Regions from separate parts of the Mus musculus genome. Here regions 2, 3, 4, 5, 6 and 7 are each linked to region 1. A link is a contact called in public HiCAR-type, HiChIP or PLAC-seq, capture Hi-C and promoter capture Hi-C data. All regions are on one chromosome and are shown on one strand. Each heading gives the region's core, a stretch centred on a gene start, on an enhancer-like site or on the middle of the called end of the contact. The rest is flanking DNA. Distances are from core to core; before and after follow the strand shown.

Evidence for each region. Promoter capture Hi-C pulls out the DNA fragments that hold promoters and counts their contacts. HiCAR-type assays count read pairs that join an accessible place to other places. HiChIP or PLAC-seq counts read pairs in DNA pulled down with a chosen protein or histone mark. Capture Hi-C pulls out chosen DNA fragments and counts their contacts.
Region 2: a contact with region 1 is called in a HiCAR-type map of astrocytes, with 5 times the contacts expected there. The contact joins the promoter of Zfp607b here to the promoter of Cyp2s1 in region 1. A contact is called at or near these places in 3 of 39 promoter capture datasets (cranial neural crest, frontonasal cranial neural crest and second pharyngeal arch cranial neural crest) and 1 of 115 datasets of contacts at active chromatin or transcription factors (astrocytes).
Region 3: a promoter capture Hi-C map of second pharyngeal arch cranial neural crest shows a contact between it and region 1. The contact joins the promoter of Akt2 here to the promoter of Cyp2s1 in region 1. A contact is called at or near these places in 3 of 39 promoter capture datasets (cranial neural crest, frontonasal cranial neural crest and second pharyngeal arch cranial neural crest) and 1 of 115 datasets of contacts at active chromatin or transcription factors (pancreatic cancer cells).
Region 4: a contact with region 1 is called in a promoter capture Hi-C map of hippocampal neurons, with 8 times the contacts expected there. The contact joins the promoter of Zfp112 here to the promoter of Cyp2s1 in region 1. A contact is called at or near these places in 2 of 39 promoter capture datasets (hippocampal neurons and second pharyngeal arch cranial neural crest) and 1 of 115 datasets of contacts at active chromatin or transcription factors (astrocytes).
Region 5: a promoter capture Hi-C map of hippocampal neurons shows a contact between it and region 1, with 9 times the contacts expected there. The contact joins the promoter of Zfp93 here to the promoter of Cyp2s1 in region 1. A contact is called at or near these places in 5 of 39 promoter capture datasets (cranial neural crest, frontonasal cranial neural crest, hippocampal neurons and 2 more).
Region 6: a contact with region 1 is called in a capture Hi-C map of macrophages, with 5 times the contacts expected there. The contact joins the promoter of Zfp94 here to the promoter of Cyp2s1 in region 1. A contact is called at or near these places in 3 of 39 promoter capture datasets (cranial neural crest, frontonasal cranial neural crest and hippocampal neurons), 1 of 115 datasets of contacts at active chromatin or transcription factors (astrocytes) and 2 of 9 other capture datasets (liver and macrophages).
Region 7: a contact with region 1 is called in a FOXA1 HiChIP or PLAC-seq map of pancreatic cancer cells. The contact joins the promoter of Numbl here to the promoter of Cyp2s1 in region 1. A contact is called at or near these places in 5 of 39 promoter capture datasets (cranial neural crest, embryonic stem cells, frontonasal cranial neural crest and 1 more), 3 of 115 datasets of contacts at active chromatin or transcription factors (embryonic stem cells, forebrain and pancreatic cancer cells) and 2 of 9 other capture datasets (adipose tissue and embryonic stem cells).

What each region holds. Positions count from the first base shown.
Region 1 is chr7:25,815,221-25,817,898 of GRCm38.p6, reverse strand. It overlaps Cyp2s1 (cytochrome P450, family 2, subfamily s, polypeptide 1), which reads left to right and starts at 1,374. Exons shown (of 9, transcript NM_028775.4): 1 at 1,374-1,576. The coding sequence starts at 1,397.
Region 2 is chr7:27,688,006-27,690,683 of GRCm38.p6, reverse strand. It overlaps Zfp607b (zinc finger protein 607B), which reads right to left and starts at 1,344. Exons shown (of 6, transcript NM_001112731.1): 1 at 1,198-1,344.
Region 3 is chr7:27,590,207-27,592,884 of GRCm38.p6, reverse strand. It overlaps Akt2 (thymoma viral proto-oncogene 2), which reads right to left and starts at 1,333. Exons shown (of 14, transcript NM_001110208.2): 1 at 1,006-1,333.
Region 4 is chr7:24,111,025-24,113,702 of GRCm38.p6, reverse strand. It overlaps Zfp112 (zinc finger protein 112), which reads right to left and starts at 1,383. Exons shown (of 5, transcript NM_021307.2): 1 at 1,267-1,383.
Region 5 is chr7:24,269,093-24,271,770 of GRCm38.p6, reverse strand. It overlaps Zfp93 (zinc finger protein 93), which reads right to left and starts at 1,353. Exons shown (of 4, transcript NM_009567.4): 1 at 1,090-1,353; 2 at 101-158. The coding sequence starts at 115.
Region 6 is chr7:24,315,366-24,318,043 of GRCm38.p6, reverse strand. It overlaps Zfp94 (zinc finger protein 94), which reads left to right and starts at 1,378. Exons shown (of 6, transcript NM_001199321.1): 1 at 1,378-1,525. It also overlaps the pseudogene Gm44513.
Region 7 is chr7:27,257,390-27,260,067 of GRCm38.p6, reverse strand. Numbl (numb-like) reads right to left here and starts at 1,307. Exons shown (of 10, transcript NM_010950.2): 1 at 1,107-1,307. The coding sequence starts at 1,130. It overlaps Coq8b (coenzyme Q8B), which reads right to left. Exons shown (of 15, transcript NM_133770.2): 15 at 2,119-2,678. The coding sequence ends at 2,543.

The DNA.
Region 1 (2,678 bases), core at 125-2,624:
CTGCTCTTACAGAGGTCCTGAGTTCAATTCCCAGCAACCACATGGTGGCCCACGGCCATCTGTAATGGCATCTAGTGTCCTCTTCTGCTTAATAAAAAAAATTTTTTGAGAGTGAGAGAGACAAGAGAGAGAGGTGTGGCCTCAGGATAAGGACTTCGTGCTCCTGTGAACAGTCTCTCAACTGAGACTCTGTAAGCAACCCTAATGAAACTCATCTGGTCATCAAAATTCATTAACTAACTAATTAAGTAGGAAGAGCGAAGGCCTCAGAGATATGAAACTGATTGAATGTTGTGAAAATGAATGTGAAAAATATGTTGTGAGTGCATGAAAATGCCAGAATGAAAAAATATATGTGTGTGTGTGGGTGGGGTGTATAATTAACATATCCTAATAAAAAATAAATTAGGGCTAGGAGACGGCCCAGTGGATAAGCACGACCATATGAGGACTGAAATGTATAGCTCCAGATTCCTCGTAAGGAAGACAGGGAGCCTTGGGGCAAACCCTTCAGCTAGAGGAGGGATTCCAGATAGAACCTGCCTAGATAAATATGGAGGAATGCAGGAGGTCAACTCTACCTGCCTGCCAACGTACAAGCAGGAGTACCCGCATACACATCTGAACCCACGCACAGAATATACACGAATATAACACGAATGTACAGATACACGCTAAAAAAAAAAAAAAGAAAAAACACTTTTTGTTTTTAATTTAAAGAACAAGTCCTTTAATCCCACTAGTGAGCAGTGGAGACAGGAGGATTAAGAAACTCAAGGTCATACTTAAACTACCCAGAGAGTTTCAGGCCAGCTCTAGCTACCTGCGACCTCGTTTCAAAACAAAACAAAAGAATGAGTCAACCTATACACACTGACCTAAGTCAATGTCACGGAGCCTTGTAATCTAGGGACAACAGAATGTCAAGTCCCTCCTAGTTGGCAGAGGTAGGATGCGGGAGGAAAGTGCCTCCAAGACACCTCACATGCACGCACGCACGCACACCAAGATAAGCAGAGGGAGGCAGGAGCTGGGGAAGCCAGGCGGGGTCACAGGCGCGCGAGGTGTGGCTGCTGCAGCCAGTCAAGGTCTCCCGCTCCCAGGTTCCTCTTGTTTGCTTACTATGCCCCACCTAGGGCCCAAGGTACTGCCTCCGCCCTCTGAACCCAGGGAAAACCTTGGTAACCTGGGAGATACATTCGCGCGATGGTGTGAGACTTCTGGCGACAGCGGGCCAGAGACAGAGAAATAAGGGTGCGGGGAGCGACGCCTTGCAGGAGGCTGCCCCGCCCCACTCCTCTTGATTTCGTTGAGGAGGGAGCCGCCCCGTTCCCTCCCCTAACTAGTCCGGCGGCAAGGAGCTTCTAGGAGGTACAGACCCAGCCGACCTGCAGAGATGGAGGCAGCCAGCACCTGGGCGCTGCTGCTGGCCCTGCTGCTGCTGCTGCTGCTGCTGTCTCTGACGCTATTCAGGACCCCGGCCCGAGGCTACCTACCCCCGGGGCCCACGCCGCTGCCGTTGCTGGGGAACCTCCTGCAGCTGCGTCCCGGGGCTCTGTACTCGGGGCTTTTGCGGGTGAGGGGACGCAAGGACATCCTAACCAGGGGATGTGCGCGGGGGCGGGGAGCCTTCTAAGTGCCAGAGCAGATGAGTCTTGGACTATCTTATAAAGGAGGCAGAAGCAGGAGTTCTGAGGGCAAAGAGACCATGAATGTCTTGAGCTGGGGACGCGAACAAGTTGACCTGGGCTGAGCAAGGGTATCCAGGTTGGAGTGGGCAGAGCTCAGCCAGTCTTGGAAGTGGGATCCAGGGCTAAGAAAGAAAGGGAATGCCCTGAAAAGGGCACTAGAGCTGGAGGGACACAGCTCACAGAGGACTAGGAGGAAATGAGAACAGGACCCAGAGGAGTAGGGGTCCCAGGTCGCAGGGACCCACAGCATGCTGGAAGTTAGTGAGCTGAGACCAAAGCTGCAAAGCAGACATTCTCTAAATAAGAGGGTAGTGGGCGAGCTTGCCGTCCCCAGCACCCTTCCCCGTCCCCCCCCCCTCGTTGAAAGGGAAGCATCTGGAAGCTGGAGGGGGCTGAGCAGAGAGCATCCTGGGCTGAAGGAATCTGCCTCAGAGACTCCCAGAGTGGGAGGATGGGTGTAGCTCTGCTAGGAGGGAGCTAGGAGTTCCTGCCACGGGTGGGAGGATGGGGAGGCAGTCCCAACTTGCTGGGGGTAGTGGGGAGAATTAAGTTCTCCATTCAAAAATACTCTAAGGGACTTTTAAGGACAGAAAAGAGGAGTGGGTGTCTAAGGGAGAAACGGGACACATGCTCCGTGTTACTTGCTGCGGGACTTAAGTGTTCAGCAGAGGTTGAAATGAGTAGCCAGATATTGGGAAGAGGGGGATTATGAGAAACCAAAGCTGGTTGTGGATGGTCCCAAGATCAGAGGTTAGAGCCTAGAAGGAAGTGAGAGGGCAGGCAAAGGGATGTGGTTAAGAAGCGCCCACTCAGCAGAGCGGTGGTGGTGCACACCTTTAATCCCAGCACTCTGGAGGCAGAAGATCTATGTGAGTTCGAGGCCAGTCTGGTCTACAGAGAGAGTTCCAGGGCAGCCAGAGTTTCACAGAGAAACCTTGTCTCGAGAAAAAAAAAAGGGGTGTGGGTGGGCTGGAGCTCCCACCCCAC
Region 2 (2,678 bases), core at 95-2,594, 1.9 Mb before region 1:
AACCCAACATACATAACTTTGAAGACAAATACTTCATCTTTAAACAAAAGACAGACCCCCATGGTCTCAGTCATGTAGAATCTGAAGCTGTTTTCTCCTAGGAACAGTAAGATGCCGGTTACTGGGGTTTGAGTGGCGGAGGCTGGATGTGCAGCATCGGGGTCGAGAGTGGGAGGTAGATCTATACCATAAGCGAGAGAGTTGGGAGATGTGTCATGAAACATGGTGACTGGGATTAATAGTTTGTAAAGTCTTAGAGAGTAGATGGCAAGTGTACTCGTGACAAAAATATAAGTTAGATGAAGTCCTTCAGTGCTATCACTTTCCCACTCCCGAAATCCTCACAAGCGAACAGACCATCTATCGACTGCATTCTTTTCCTGTCTTGTGATGCCATGGAAATAGAAATCAGATGTAGAACAGCAGCGTTTGAAAGCCCTAATGCTAACCTCTGTAGGTCCCTATGGAAAACAGCTTGGGAAAAAGATGGGATTGTCGACAGAAGACATCAAGGGTCACTGAAATGATAATGTGAATACTAGCTGGAACGGGAGGGGACACTAAGGACAATAGTGCAGTTGTAAATTTGCATGCTCCTGCTTCATTTCCTAACAATTCTATATTCTAAAACTAAAACCTCAGTTCTCAAACCGAAAAGAGCACTCACTCTTGAATCTTAGATGGGTAGCGATAATATTTTCATTATTCTCCAGCCTCCCTCTTGAATAATGGCCTAAGCAGGGAACCCGAGTATACATGAGATCGCAGACTACATTTGAGAGCATCCTCAGTGAGAACTTTCCTTCTCTTCCCTCGATATTCAGATTCGGCAGAGCTCTGAGACAGTCACGGAGCTCAACAAGTACCCTCCCTCCTAGACGACACCCCCGTCCTTAAATTATAGCCCTAAGCTCAAGTCTGAGCCTCGGGGAAAGCTTCCCTTCAGACCCCGCACCTGACCTCCCCTTACTGAAGCTTGGTCCTCTGCTTTAGTCCCTGTGTCCCTGAGAGAAAGCAGGAGCAGACAGCGACAAGCAAAGAGACACAGATTATGCAGAGAGCTCAAGGTGTGTATACAGTTAGACACTGACAGACACACACGCACATACACACACGTACACACACCACAGTTCCTACACGCCCACACATCAACACCCATTCGCCACACCCACACCCGCCTGCGGTCTCCCGCCTTACTCTGTGGAGGCCAACCAGTGACTTCTGATTCCCACCTGACCATCCGGGGTAGCTCCGCCTGCACACCAGAAGTTATCTACTTCCGACCCTATGCTGCCTGGGAAATGTAGTCCCCTTGTCCCAAACTACAAGAAATATAATGCTTCATAGTTCTGGGATATCCCAGCATGCAACCTGGGCCAGCCCATCTGGCAGCTGCGCCCTGTGCTTTGTGGGAGTTCCCAGGGATGGTGCCCTTCTCTCTCTCTCTCTCTCTCTCTCTCTCTCTCTCTCTCTCTCTCTCTCTCTCTCTCTCTCTCTCTCTCTCTCTCTCTCTCTCTCTGTGTGTGTGTGTACTTCCGGGTTCTGTGAGTAACTGGGTTTCACCCCTGTGGAGAAGACAGGTGAGCCTAAGTTTTAAACGCAGGCTAGGAAGTAAAATTGGATCGAGATGTAATTGAATACGCTTTGCCTGAGACCCACTGCAGGGTTCCACCTCGCTGTGCTCTGGTGGGACTTTGTCAGTGTTCTGGGTTTTTCTGAACGATCAAAGAAAGAGGGACACTGCAGAATGAATTTAGGCTTCCCAGAAGCAGAGGGATCCATTCTGGTGAGCTGAACTAAACGGCTAACAGCTTCGCAGGAGGGCTTTTGTGATTGTTACACAAAGGACCTTTTAGCAAGTCAATTCCCGCATACCCAAATCTCATATCAGATCTCAACGAACCATAAGGTAAGTAAACAGAATCATAAAAATTCCAAGTTAAAAAAAAAAGAAGAAGAATTCCAGGTTTGCCGGGAAGACAGCTTATGGGAGTCTGAACTTTTCTTCACAGCAACCAGAAGCCACAGTATACACCAGCTTCAAACACCTTGTTCCCAGCCCCCATTTGCCTAAGATGGCATATCAAATCTTCAGTATGCGCCTGTCCTGCTGAGGAAGTTGTTGAACATGTCCCGTTACACAGCGGCATTGTGGCTGTCCCTTAGTCTGCTCAGGACACCCGATGAAGAACCCTCTTTAGCGCTCAGATTTCACATCCTCGGTTGGACCAATAGGCCATCTACAGAGCCAGATCTATGGGGAAACCGTGCATCTGAAACCCACTATACAGACAGTGCTGTGGCCACAAAGGCACCGGCTGCTGCAGTCGGGAGCTCACGGAAGTCTCCATCCCACTAAGCCCACGGGAGCACCTGAGTTTGAGATGAACTGTGGTCAGAATGGTTTTGTGCCCCGTGGAAAGGTTATCCTTGGGGTTTTCAAATGGTCATTTCTCTGCCCTCACCTCTTGTTTCTATCTGAAAATGACATTGTAATACTTAGATTTTTTAAAAAAAACTCTCGTGTTTCAAGTTCTATAAACAAAATCTTACCATTTGTTCTCTGCCCTGACAATAAATGCAGATTGCCCAAAGGCTGGGCAGAGAGAAAACAGGGCAGCACGTCTCCCAGCCAGGGGGAGGAATGAGAGAGGGAGTTTCAGATCACCAGGAGGAGG
Region 3 (2,678 bases), core at 84-2,583, 1.8 Mb before region 1:
GAATAAAGATGCCCCCCCCCCACTTCGCTCTAGAGAGCTGTCCCTTAAAACACACCTTCCGCCCAAAAGGTGACAGGCAGGTCCAGAGGCACTTCTCCTTATCCAAGCCCGATAGCCCCTCCCTTTCCTAGTAGGGAGCCAGACTAGAGATCAGAAAACTTCAGTGACTTCTAAAACACATCTCCACCCCCGGAAGCAAAGAACTTGCCAAAGGATGTCCCACACACCTTAAAGAGAAATAATCTGAGAGGGTTCTGGAGTGGTGAGTGGACAACCCCATGATAAAAAGCAGCCCAGTAACGATCCCGTTTTCCCCAAAGTCATAAAGAAGTTCAAGAAAGGGTGAGCTGAGTGTAAACGCCCACCCCTGCATATTACAGGAAGAGAAAAGCGCTCCTCGCCCACTCAGTATCACACCCCTAAAAGTACGCCCCTTAACACTCACTCGGGCCTCCCAGCACCCTGTGCCTCAAAGATGATAAACATCACAGCCCTCCACCCGACCCTGTTCTCCTCTAAGTACAAAGACTGCTCTCTCGTGTCTAGGTGGTACTACCCTGACTGCCCCAACACGGCCACCCTGGGCCCAGACCCCTCTCCAGAAGCTCCCATCCCTCTAAGTGCACTATAGGAACGGCTCCCAAAGCACCCAAGCGGCACTTGACACGGTGAGCGCCTCAAAAGCTGGACAGGCTGGCACCACAGAGAAGGAGCTGTCTCCCCCGATGTCCCCGAGGGCAGCCCCCAGCCCGCACACTCAGAGAGAGCTCCCCCCGCCGCCGCAGTGGTATGGACCACGGCACCCGCCCCGCGTCCCTCTGGGTTTGTCCCCCCCAGCCCCGCAGCAGGCGCCCCCACTCCGTTCCGGAAGAGGGGGGGAGCCTCCAGGTCCGTGGTCCCCGCCAGGCGGGCACGGGTGGTACGGCCCAGCGAGGCCCCACGGGGGGCCAGGACGCGACCATCGCGGAGGGGAGGGCGCTTGGGGACACGCGCTGGCGTACTCACCTGTCACCGGCGGCCGCCCAGCCTCTCCGGCCGGGCTCTACCCCCGCCCATCGCCACGCTGAGCTCGTTCCCGCTCCTTATTTATGAACTGGCGGCAGCAACGGCGGCAGTGCTGGCGGCGGCGACGCCTTCTCGGAGTCAGGCCCAACGGCTCGCGCAGCGCGGGCCCCCCCGCCCCCTCCCCCCAGCCCCCAGCCCCCACTCACAGCCCCCTCCCACCCGCTGGCCGGAAATACCGCCTTTTCCAGCCACAAACAGGAACTGACGTAGTAGACCAAGGGAATGGCCTCAGAAAACATCAGACCGCAAGCGCAGGAACTAGGAGGCAGGCAGGCTCAAGGCAGCGCGCCTGCGTACTTTAGGCACCCGTCACGTTAACTTTTTATTTATTTATTTTTTTTAAGAGCCCCGTTCTGAGCTGGGGGGGCGGAGGGGGGGGTAGCATTACACATGCGCAGTAGGACACCAACAAGTAGGCTTTCCCCGAAGGCCCAGTGATTACTTCCCGGCAATCAAAGGGCTTTATTTACATATGCTTTGATCTTGTTTTATTCTTCTCTTTCCTGCCTTCCTAGTTCCTAGACCAGCGGTTCTTCACTTGGGAACCTCTCACAGGGGTTGCCTAAGATCATCGGAAAATTCAGATATTTACATTATGATTCATAAGAATAGCAAAATTAGTTATGAAGTGACAACGAAAATAATTTTATGTTTGGGGGATCACCACATGAGGAACTGTATTAAAGAGTCACATTAGGTAGACTGAGAAACACTGTCCTAGACTTTCTTTTTTTCTTTCTTTTTTTTTTTTTTTTTTTTTTTAACTTAATGTATGAGTGCTCTGATCTGCAGGCCAGAAGAGGGCATCAGATCCCCTTATAGATGGTAGTGAGCCACCATGTGATTGCTGGGACTTGAACTCAGGACCTCTGGAAGAGCAGTTAGTGTTCTTAACCGCTGAGCCATCTTACCAGCCTGACTTTTTTTTTTTTTTTGGTTTTTCGAGACAGGGTTTCTGTGTATAGCCCTGGCTGTCCTGAAACTCGCCCTGTAGACCAAGCTGTCTTGAACTCAGAGATCTGCCTGCTTCTGCCTTCTGAGCAATAGGATTAAAGGCCTGGCCTGCCACTGCCAGGCTCCTAGATGCTTACTTATAGAGACCCAAAACAAGTTAGTTAAGATCAAGCACAAAGCAGGGTATGGCAACAGGTCTGTTACTGCATCATTCTGGATGTTGGGGCAGGCCAGCTAGACCTTGTCTCAAAAAAAAAAAAAGATGTTGCACTCAAGCTTTGAGCCACATAACCCCACATTAGAATATCCTCTTCTGTAACTATGGGCTGACTTCTGTATCCACATCTCAAGAATCCACATCTTCAAAACACAAATAACCTTGGATTATCTTACGAAAACAGTTCTTATTAAACTGTGACTTCAAAATATTAATGTCACTTGCACATGATATATATCTAAATAAATGTGGGACTTATAATTTCTCATATGGAGTAACTTGAGCCCATGTAAGACTTAAAACCACAGAAAATCGCTCACAGAAAAAAAGGTATATAGGTTGCACGGCTGTAACCCACCTCTGCAGACCCTGAAACAAGAGGACTAAGAATTCCATGCCAGATTGGGATTCATAGTAAGACCTTGAAATTTCAAGGTTTCCC
Region 4 (2,678 bases), core at 134-2,633, 1.7 Mb after region 1:
ATGACTCCACATCCAATAAAGCTCTTTTAAGAGTTATATTTATTAATTTGGATAGAACCCGTACAGCATTTAGTTTTAAATGTTTATATTTCATACTTATTCTTTATGTCCAAGCATTTCTCTATCCCGTCCAGAATTAATTAAAAAATATTAGGGTAACTTCATAAGTGGATCTGCTAATGAGTAAAGAGAGCCTCACTCCTCAGAACAGACAGATTGACAGAAGGATGCTAAGGTCTACCCCTGTGTATTAGTTACTTTTTGTTGCTGTGATCAAACACCATGAATAAGGTGTGGAAGAAAGCGTTTATTTTGGCTTTCAGTTCCATAATAGTAGGGACAGCATGGCAGGTGGCAGACTTGTCAACAGGAGCAAGAAGCTGAGAGCTCCCTTCTGAAACTCAAGCATAGCGAGCAAACACCTTGGAGGCTGACCCCGCCCCATGACGTATTTCTCCAGCAAGGCCACACCAGCCAAACCTCCAGAAACAGCACCCCGCCCTCTAAACTGTGGACCTGGCATCCAAAGGTTGGACCCTACGGGGTCATTTCTCATTCAAACGACTGCACCACTACCACGTTCTCTGATGCCTCTTTCCCCTGCAGCACTTTTTATATAAAGGATTAAGAAGACAACTTGCTCGGAGAAACCGGACTTCAGCTAACACCTCTCCCGGCCCCCGTAAGGCACAGTGGACACTGCACACAAAGCTGGGAACGATTGTCTCAACAAAAACAAAACAAGTCATTAAGGACTTTGATAATGGGGACAGGCTGGGTCCAGAGACCCTACAGCAGGAGCTCTGAGACCATCCGTGGGTCACTAAAGCGTCCAGCTTCTCTGAAATTGGAAAGCACCGATAGTAAATGTCCCATTTCCTACCGCGCGTCAGCAGTTTTGAGCCTTGCAGGAAACTCTAGATCACTCTTGGATAGGTACCAAGGCGTGGTGGAAAGCATGGAGGCAGAGATGGAGAGTCTGAACTCCACTGCTGGGAGATGGCATCGTGACCAGAGCTAGGGAGGCGGCTGGGGGTGCCCATCGCCCAGGAGACCCTCCATCCAGGTGACTGACAGCCCCGGGCCAGGCCTGAGTCAGTGTGTGCAATCGCAGCACACTCGGGCATGCTCTTCCAAAGTAAGTTCACGTTCTACCTTTCCGAGGCAGACTTCCTTACCCAGGATACAAGCCTGGTGGCTATCACCCAGGGCAACCTGAAAAGGATCGCTCACACTCGGGAGGGGTCAGTAAAGGGGAGGGCTCACCTTTCTGAAAGGAACGGAACAAGGCCTCACACACCTGGGGCGGAAGTGACTCTTCCCGCATAGGCAGCCAGGACTACACTTCCCAGAATTCCCGAAGGTTGCGGGGAGAACAGTCTCCTGCAGTCTCCTGCAGAGGATCTTGCACACTGAGGATTCCCAAACTACATTTCCCAACCGGAAGGATGGCCTCTCAGCCCCCCCCCCCCACCTGCAGCGGAAGTTATCTTATCATCCCGGGGATGGGAGGGTCATGAACTACATTTCCCAGAATTTTCAGAGTCCTTGCCTTCCCCGAGCGGAAGTGCCATGGAGTAAGGAAACCGGACTTCAGACTTTTGAAAGTCCTTGGCATACCCTAAGCCAAAAATCTTCGAACCACGATGCTTTCCCTGCTTTCTGTGGAAGATTGGGATAAACAGCGCTTTCCCCAGAGCACGTCAGGGACTGCTTGGGTCTACAGTTCACGGGATCTGCAGGGCCTGCCTTAACCCCAGCGGACCTCCCTTCCAGATCATTTGCATAGTCCTGAGTTTAGGGATTCCCCTTATTATTATTATTATTATTTTTTATATTTTTTATTAGGCATTTTCCTCATTTACATTTCCAATGCTATCCCAAAAGTCCCCCTCCCCCCACTCCCCTACTCACCCACTCCCCCTTTTTGGCCCTGGAGTTCCCCTGTACTGGGGCATATAAAGTTTGCATGTCCAATGGGCCTCTCTTTCCAGTGATGGCCGACTAGGCCATCTTTTGATACATATGCAGCTAGAGTCAAGAGCTCCGGGGTACTGGGTAGTTCATAATGTTGTTCCACCTATAGGGTTGCAGATCCCTTTAGCTCCTTGGCTACTTTCTCTAGCTCCTCCATTGGGAGCCCTGTGATCCATCCAATAGCTGATTGTGAGCATCCACTTCTGTGTTTGCTAGGCCCCGGCATAGTCTCACAAGAGACAGCTATATTAGGGTCCTTTCAGCAAAATCTTGCTAGTTTATGCAATGGTGTCAGGGTTTGGAGGCTGATTATGGGATGGGATTCCCCTTATTTAATTCTGCTGATTATCACTATTCACCTTCAGCTCTCCAACCTCCACTGTCTTTATAAAAATCTTGGAAAAGAAAAGCTTTTCAAACGTGACACTAGGACAAACTCAACGTAACTAATCCCCACCCAGTTCAAGAAGCAATTCTATAAAAAGCATGGAAGCAGGAATGCAGAAAAAGGTAAATCAAGTACAAAGGAACTGAATTAATAATTTTAAATATTTAATGTATGTGTGCGTGTGTGCACATGTGTGCTTGGGCACATGTATATGCACCATTGCGTGTAGTGCCCAAGAAAACTAGAAGAGGACGTCTGTTTCCCACCTCCCTCCCCCATAACTTGACTTTACAAACCCGTTAGCCAACTGACG
Region 5 (2,678 bases), core at 104-2,603, 1.5 Mb after region 1:
GTCAAATAGGCTACGGTGGCTGCAGAGCACTTGCCCAGCATGCAGGGGTCCTGTTTCCAATCCCTAGCACTGTGGGGATGGGGGAAGCAACCCGACTTACCTGTAACTTGGTCATTGTTCTCTTCTCTTTGAGACAAGGCAGGGCTCTGGGAAGCAAGCTGGGGGAAGAGGGGCTTCGTGAGAACACTGCTAGGACAGTTGGTCCACATGGCTTCCTCAGCTTCTCCATCAGCCCCAAGGGCTGTGCGCGCTGACCAGGCTTTTCTGCCTACTTCCCACTAATTGGTAGTGTAAGACTCTGGGTTAAAGTTAAGGGGCCACCCATGCCTCACCTCGCTCACCGCAGCGGGTTAGAAAAGGCCACATTTTCTATTTCTGGCAGCTTGTGTGTGTGCATGTGGGGGGTGGGGTGGGGGGTGCTGGGCACTCTTACCTTCACAAGGCTGCCTGTAGTGATGGGTTTTCCAGAAAAACAAATCTTCACTAAGCTCTGAACTCTATGATGCGTGCTGTGTCATGACTGACTACCACTCTCAGAAAGATCTATCAATTGTGACAGCTATCTTACATATTATTGTTTCCATACATGGAAATGATAGAGTCCTCTTTTGTATCTCCCTCTAAAAGACTTAATTACTAGTAAACATTGTTCATTTACAAGAGCCGCCACAAAGTCCAAAGTCTCTTTTCCCACAGGCATGAAAATAATGACCAATTAAAAAACAAAACAAAACAATAACAAAAAACGCTAAACCCTCTCCAAGGAATGGGGAGTTTGAGCCTACAAGATGGCTCAGCGGGTAAAGGAAACTGCCACTGAGTCTAACCTGCTGAGTTTGAGTCTCTGGGTACCATTAAGTTGACTCCCACAAGTTGTCTTTTGACTTCTTTTCTTTCTTTCTTTCTTTCTTTCTTTCTTTCTTTCTTTCTTTCTTTCTTTCTTTCTTTCTCTCTCTCTCTCTCTCTCTTTCTTCTAATTATTAAATACATTTATTTAATAACTTTAACAAAATAAAAATATTGTTTATTTAAATAAATAAATAAATAAATAAATAGGGGTGGAATCACATAAAAAGTAAAGTTGCATACCACTTAAGGATTCAGGACATGGGCCATCTCTCATCATAGCTCCCCTGCCAGGCTCCCCTGGGAAGCTAGCCTCTCCTGGGGCTCTGCAAGGGGCTGAGGTGTGTCAGTGTAGGGCAGCCCCGCCTCAGGCAGAGCCCAGCGAGAGAGGACCTGGATGCCGGGCTTGTTCCTGGGCCGCAGATGCGGTCACTGAGGGGATACATCAGGAGCACAGGCGCAAAGGAAATGCAGAGCGATGGCCCAGGTTTTCACCTCACAGGAAGCACTCACAAACATCCTCCCCTCCCGGGAGCGGAAACGACCTTGACCACTACTGGCGTTGGAACTACAATTCCCAGAATTCCTCAGTGGCTGCACTCTCTGGGGACTATATTCCCCGGAATGGCAAAGCTTCGGTGAACCTTTTTAACTAAGGGGATTCCTTTTGGTAGGTCGCTCTTCTGTGTTGCTTTTCGGTTTATTCATTTCTGAAATTCCATGAAAGTCAACTGTGGATACTTCTTTGTTTTTGTTGTTGTTTTGTTTTTCCGAGGCAGGGTTTCTCTGTGTAGCCCTGGCTGTCCTGGAACTCCCCCAGTAGTCCAGGCTGGCCTCGAACTGACAGATCTGTCTGCCTCTGCCTCCCAAGTGCTGTGATTAAAGGAGAGGGCCAGCAGATCTTGCTGTGGATACATTTTTTTTTAAAATTGAGATCCCATACTGTATTACATTATAAAAGCTAACAGGGAAACTGCACAGCTGCAGTTGCCTAATTAGGCAGCAGAGTCAGAGTTTCTGCATAGAAACCCCCTATGAGGGGTGGGGGACCGGCTCAGTTGTAGAGCACTGCCCAGAATCCCCTAGTGAGGGGCTGTGGGAGTGACCTGGTGGTAGAACATGGGCTATCTGGGCCACTCTTCTGTTGCTGTGAAGGGACATCATGACCAAGGCAACGCTTATAAAAGGAAACATTTAATTAGAGGCTTGCGTACACTTTTAGGGGTTTAGTGCATTATCATGGCAAGAGCATGGCAGCAGCGGGCATGGGAGGGAGAGTTAAATCCTCATCCATACTGGAGAGACAAAGAGACACATGTGCTCTTAAAATCTCTAGCCATGCCCAGTGATATACTTTCACCATCAAGGCCATACCTCCTGTCTTTCAAATCCTTTCAATGAGTTCTACTCCCTGGTGACTAAGCATTTTAACATGAGCCTGTGGGGGGCGTTCTCACTCAAACCACAACCTGCCCAGCATCCTCCAGTGGGGGCTTGATCCTTGACCTTCAGAGCCCTGGAGCTGTCAGAAAGAACTCTTTATCTGAGATACAGCCTGGGGGAGTCCGTGGGAGCAGCATAGGTCTGAACCACAGATGGACCTGGGTCATGAAGGACAGCCCGACCTAGACCTAGAGGGGAAGGAGGAGAAGCAAGTCATTCACAAGTCAAGTTTAGTAAAGACGTTCAAAATATTGGTTACAGTATAAACAAACAAACAACAGCAAAAGCTCTGTCCCCACAGAATGTCAGGGCCCATAATTCCAATTGCACACATTTCAGTTCACTGTACTAGGCTAATAAATATAAGATGCTGACTGAAGGCCCCTTTC
Region 6 (2,678 bases), core at 129-2,628, 1.5 Mb after region 1:
TCTCTGAAAAGTCCCCCGAATTCTAAACATCACACACGCACAGAAACCACCTGCAGCTGGCAAAATCACGCCTCTGCTAGAGCAGGAGGCAAATCCCAGCTGCTGTGGACCGTCTGAAGCAGCCTCATATTCCTCACCTGGGGCTAAAATCAAAACATTCCTATAGTATTTCTGTTTTTCAAAGAAACCAAAACTCCAAAATTGTCACAACAATCATATCATGTAAAAACTAGTCTTTTTCCTTGCTACTATGTATACCTGTTACAGCATCTCCGCTGTGCCACACACATACGCCGAGATTTTGTTTGGATGAAAAAAACTTTTGCTAGTGGTCCTTTGGGATAATTAAAAACAAACAAACAAACAAACAAACAAACAGACAGACAGACAGACAGACAGACAGACAGGGCTGAGAGATGGTTCAGCAGTTAAGAGCACTGACTGCCAGAGGTCCTGAGTTCAATTCCCAGCAACCACATGGTGGCTCACAACCATCTGTAATGGGATCGGATGCCCTCTTCTAGTGTGTGTCTGAAGCTAGCTTTTTTTTTAATTGTACTTTATTTGTACTCACATAAATAAAAAAAGAAATAAATCTCTGAAAAATAAACAAAACAAAACAAAACAAACAAACAAACAAACAAAAAAAACCAAGCAAACCAAAACTTGTTTCTCCTGTGGATTGATCTAGATTGATGTGGAAGATAGAAGGAAGTGGGGAGAAAACTGGAGGGGCAGGGAGGAGAGTATGAATTATCAATGTACCTGTGGTTACATTGAAGAAGCAGCCTAGCAGGAGGTTAAGTGGATTGTGTGGCTGTGATGTGTAGAGAGAATTTTGGTTTCTTTGAGAAACACAGAAGTATATATTATATACTCAGGTATATAAGGACAACGGTAGGGCCAAATTACCGCCTATGAGGTAAGGACTCTTAATTTTCCAGGGTGAAAAATTTTCCACGTGGGACGTGTCAAGTTCAGAGGCAGCATGGTGTCATGGCACACACGTTAGCCCAGCATTTGAGAGTGTGCAAGACTGAGGCAGGAGGACCATCGTAAATTCAGTATGGATTGTACAGTGCGCACCAGTGTCTCGCAGATTAAATAAAAAGTTCCGCAGAGGGCTAGGGAAGTACCTGCGTGGCGCACACACACACACTCCAGAGAGGCTATATACTAGGAGAAACGAGTGTAAGATCCGCCTCTCCGCATTCACTACCGGAAATGTAGTTCAACTGTTCCACAAACACGCAGGCACCCGGGAGAGCTGACGCGGAGATTTCTGGGAAGTGTCGTCCAGGGTCTCTGCGCATTGCGCGTGCGTCTGTGAAGGCCGGCGGACGCCGAGCATTCTGGGAAGCGTAGTTCAAATTCTCGGAGCATTGCGCGTGCTTCTGTTGTGCGGGCTGATGCGAAGCATTCTGGGAAGTGTTTCCCAGGTGGTTTCTGTTAGCATCCGCTCCCCTTGTCCTCCCTTGAGTCTCCTCTCTCCCACACCTTCCTCGACTGATGCCTGGATCTGGAGGTTTGCAGGGTTGGCGGCGGGCGGCCGTAGGGGAGTCGGCTCCAGGCTGGCGAAAGGGAAGCGCAGGGCGCCCAATGAGCCTCCCTCCATCCCACAGATATCATCGCACTGATAGGGTCTCAGCGCGTGGCTCAGTCAGCCTCCTGCCTCAGCATCCGGTGTGTTGCGATGACAGGTGTGAGCCCTCACACCTTCCTTCACTGCTGTCTGGAATTGGGGTGCGAGGGCCATGTTGATAGTGTTGTTTGAGGCATTGATGTAGCTAGTGTCACCCTGCCCTGAAGGTTCTAGGACTCACACCTACACTGCAGAGAATCGGGATGGGTGGAGATTTGTCGAGAGCCTGTCATGTAGAAGGATAAACGGACACGTCTATGGCTTTCCACGATGTCAGATTTTGCTGAACGACAAGAAAGTCATAAGCTGTGTCAGTTTCGTTGGCTGCAATTTGCCAAGGAATCTCGATTTCTCCTGGTGGTTGGCCATTAATCACAGGTTCTTTTATTCCAAGCTTAACATAGCTAATGATAAATTTCAGACCACGAGTCACCTGGCACACAGTTATACACACTCGTGAGTTTATTATCACAGGATGGATCATTGGAACTGGACTTGGCTCCTGGCATGTGACCAGGCTACTGAGCAGTGTGCCTGCCACATACCGGTCCCTTGGTGAAGAAGTAACGTGATATGGTTGGTGCGCTTATGTTTTATGTTACCAGGCTGGCTTTGAACTCACAGAGATCTACCTGAGTGCTGGGACTAAAGGCTAGTCGATATCTTTTAATAGCACAATTGAGTCGCCTGGCTATGACTGTGTAAACAAGACATGGATTTCTTCTTGGCACTTTTATCCAAGATAGAGTAACTCAGATCAAGACTGTTGCCGCATAAAATTCAAAACTAGTCATAGCCTGAAAGCTGATGGTCCAAACAACACAGCTCCCTGCTCAGCATGCTCCCAAGATGGTTTGATCAGCCGGGCAGTGGTGGCACACACCTGTAATCCCAGCACTTGGGAGGCAGAGGCAGATGGATTTCTGAGTTCGAGGCCAGCCTGGTCTACAGAGTGAGTTCCAGGACAGCCAGGGCTGCACAGAGAAACCCTGTCTTGAAAAACAAAACAAAACAAAAAGCCAAAAAAACCCAAAAA
Region 7 (2,678 bases), core at 58-2,557, 1.4 Mb before region 1:
TGAACAGTGAACGGCTGCCATCACATCCACGGTCACACACACACACACACACACACACACACCAGACATCACCACATCCAACCACAAGCATGCAGGCAGACAACGCAGGATACCTCATCCTTGCCAGCTGTAATGCAAGCACACACACAGCTACAGTCACACAAACACCAGATCACACTTCTAGCCACATCCCCAACCCTTACACACACACACACACACACACACACACACACAACCACACAAAGCCGCTGGTCACCACAGAGGCTACAGACAGGTTTCCACCCGTCTCTGGGGAGCCGCCCCCAGCCCAGGCTGAATCCTGGAGCCTGGGGGGCAAGGGAAAGCTGAGCATTGTCTCCGGGTGGGGCCTCTCTTAGACGCTGAGCAGCCCTAGGGACAAAAGGGGTGGCCTAGGAGACCAATGTCTTGAGACCCCTGACTAAGCATGGGGTGGAGGTGGGGTAGGGGAATGCCTGAAATTCTCCTTATTTTATTCACGCTGGGGTGGAGTTTCAGACACAGAGACCTTGTTCTGAGAAGGGGATTTGCCTGGGACACCGCCCAAGGGCTTGGGGGGACAGGCTGGATCCAGGACCCCAGGGAGTAGACAGTACTTGGAAACCGCCCCCCCATCCCCCAGAGCCTTAGCCTTGGCAGCTCTATCCAGGGACTTCATCTTCAAGACATCGCCCAGGGGGCTGTTGTGCTCAAAGAAACCCTCTAGCAGGGAAGAGTACTGATTTTGTCTGGAATCGGCTCAGTTAAGGCCTCAGCTTGATAAAGGGGACCGTATCCGGACCCTGAACGCCAAACCTTGCCCAGGGAGTTTTACCTAGAATTTATGTAGCCCTGTCCATGATTTGGGGGGAATCTGTATTCCAGGATCCCTATTTTCAGGGCCTTCGCAGAGATGGCCTGTGCTGGACCAGACCCCAGTCTGGCAGGTTTGGGATTGCCAGGAACCTGTTCCCGGACCCCCACCCAGGACCACCCTTTCCAGCCTTGGCATCTTCTCTCCATCCGGGCGCTGCTGCCGCCTCCCACCCTTCGCCACATCAGCAGCGGCGCCGCCCCCGGCCCGAGCCCCCCGAGCCCGCCCTTCTCACGCTGGCCGCCGCGCTGCGGGACATCCAGGGCCCGGGCGCCCCCGCCTCCCGCGGCCCCGGTTGGGCCCGGCTTCCCGAGTGCTGCTGCTGCTGTGGTGGCGGCGGCTCGGTCTGACGCGGGCCCGGCCCGGGGCCGGCGGCTGGTGCGGGATGCAAGCGCGCGAGCCAGCTCGGCTCCCGGGAGGATTCCGTTCCGGGGGCGGGGGAGCATCCCTCCCTCGGCGCCCCGCCCCGACCCCGCCCATTGGCCCGCCGCCTGCTGTATATGCAAAAGATAACCCCGCCCTCCCGCAGACCACGCCCCCACATAAACACTACCGGGTCTCCTCCCAAGCAAAGGCCGGCCCGCCCCGCCCCTTGGTCTGGCCTTGCGGGAACCTGCACGCATCCCTAGAGGAGTGCCTCTCAGGTTGAGGCGCAGGTTCTATTTGCTTCCATAACCCCTGACCTCAGATCCCCTATGGTTCTGCTTCTGAAGAATTGCTTTGGGAGGCGCCTCGTCCTCAAATCTTGCTTAACCCCACGGTTCTCCCAGCCCGGCGGGGGCGGGCAGAAGCGGTGACGAGGCACTTTTTGCAGGCGAGGGGAGGGGAGAGGAGGGGAAGGAAAAGAAACAGACCCTGGAGTCCTGGAGGGAGATCACTCTGGCTTGCGAGAAGTGGGCATTGGGTTAGACCAGGTCCTAGTTCTGGACTCAGCTGCACCCCTACCCCTGTCCTGTAGGTTTGGCAGAGCAGCTGTTAGGGGCATTAGGGCCCATTAGCAAAGGCGAGGTTGTCAGGAACAGGAGGGAGCCTGAAGCTGGGGGGTGGGGGGGGGGGCGAGTATGTGATAGAAGGGTACTTCTCAGCTGCCACAGCCCTTGGAGCAGGTGGTCAGCACGTGGGGGGGGGGGCGGAGGAGGTTCCCTGCAACAGATGGCCCTAGACAAGGGGGTGGGGTGGGGGGTCTGGCCATCTGCACCTGGAGCTGCCTGTGAGCTCCTCCCCCTTAGCACAGAGAGAAAAGAACTGGGGGCAGGGAAAGGGTGCCTTTATTCGGAGGAAAGGATCAGCACCCACCCCCACCCTCCAATACACAGGCTGGAACCCGGGAAGAAGGCAGCTGGTAGAGGAGCAAGGGAGGCAAAGGTGAGGACCGCCCCCAACAGCCACCATCTCCCCTGCAGATCCTGGAAGACCTGGGGCCGAGGGGCGTCTCCTTCACATGAGAGTGGACCCAAGGCTCACTTAGATGGTGGCAGGATTCTGCTGGCTCCTAGCCTCAGAATTCAAGGTTGCTCACTTAGGATCAGGGAGCTAACTCCAGGGGCCCAAAGATCCAAGGCAAGAAACTAGGTTCTGGAGACCAAGAAAGAGGAGGAGGGGACTGCCTGCTGTGGAGCTGGTATCCCTGGATGGAATCTGTCATGGTGGGGTCGGCAGGGAGGTCCCTAGTCAGGAGGCTGCTGGCAGCGGCAGTGTCTGGCGACTGGCCCAGTAGCGGTGGTAGGTATCTTGGAAGAGGTCCCGGCAGGCGATGTGGGCGTGGAGACGGGCACAGGCTAAGAAAGCCCCAGCTAGCTTGCGGTGT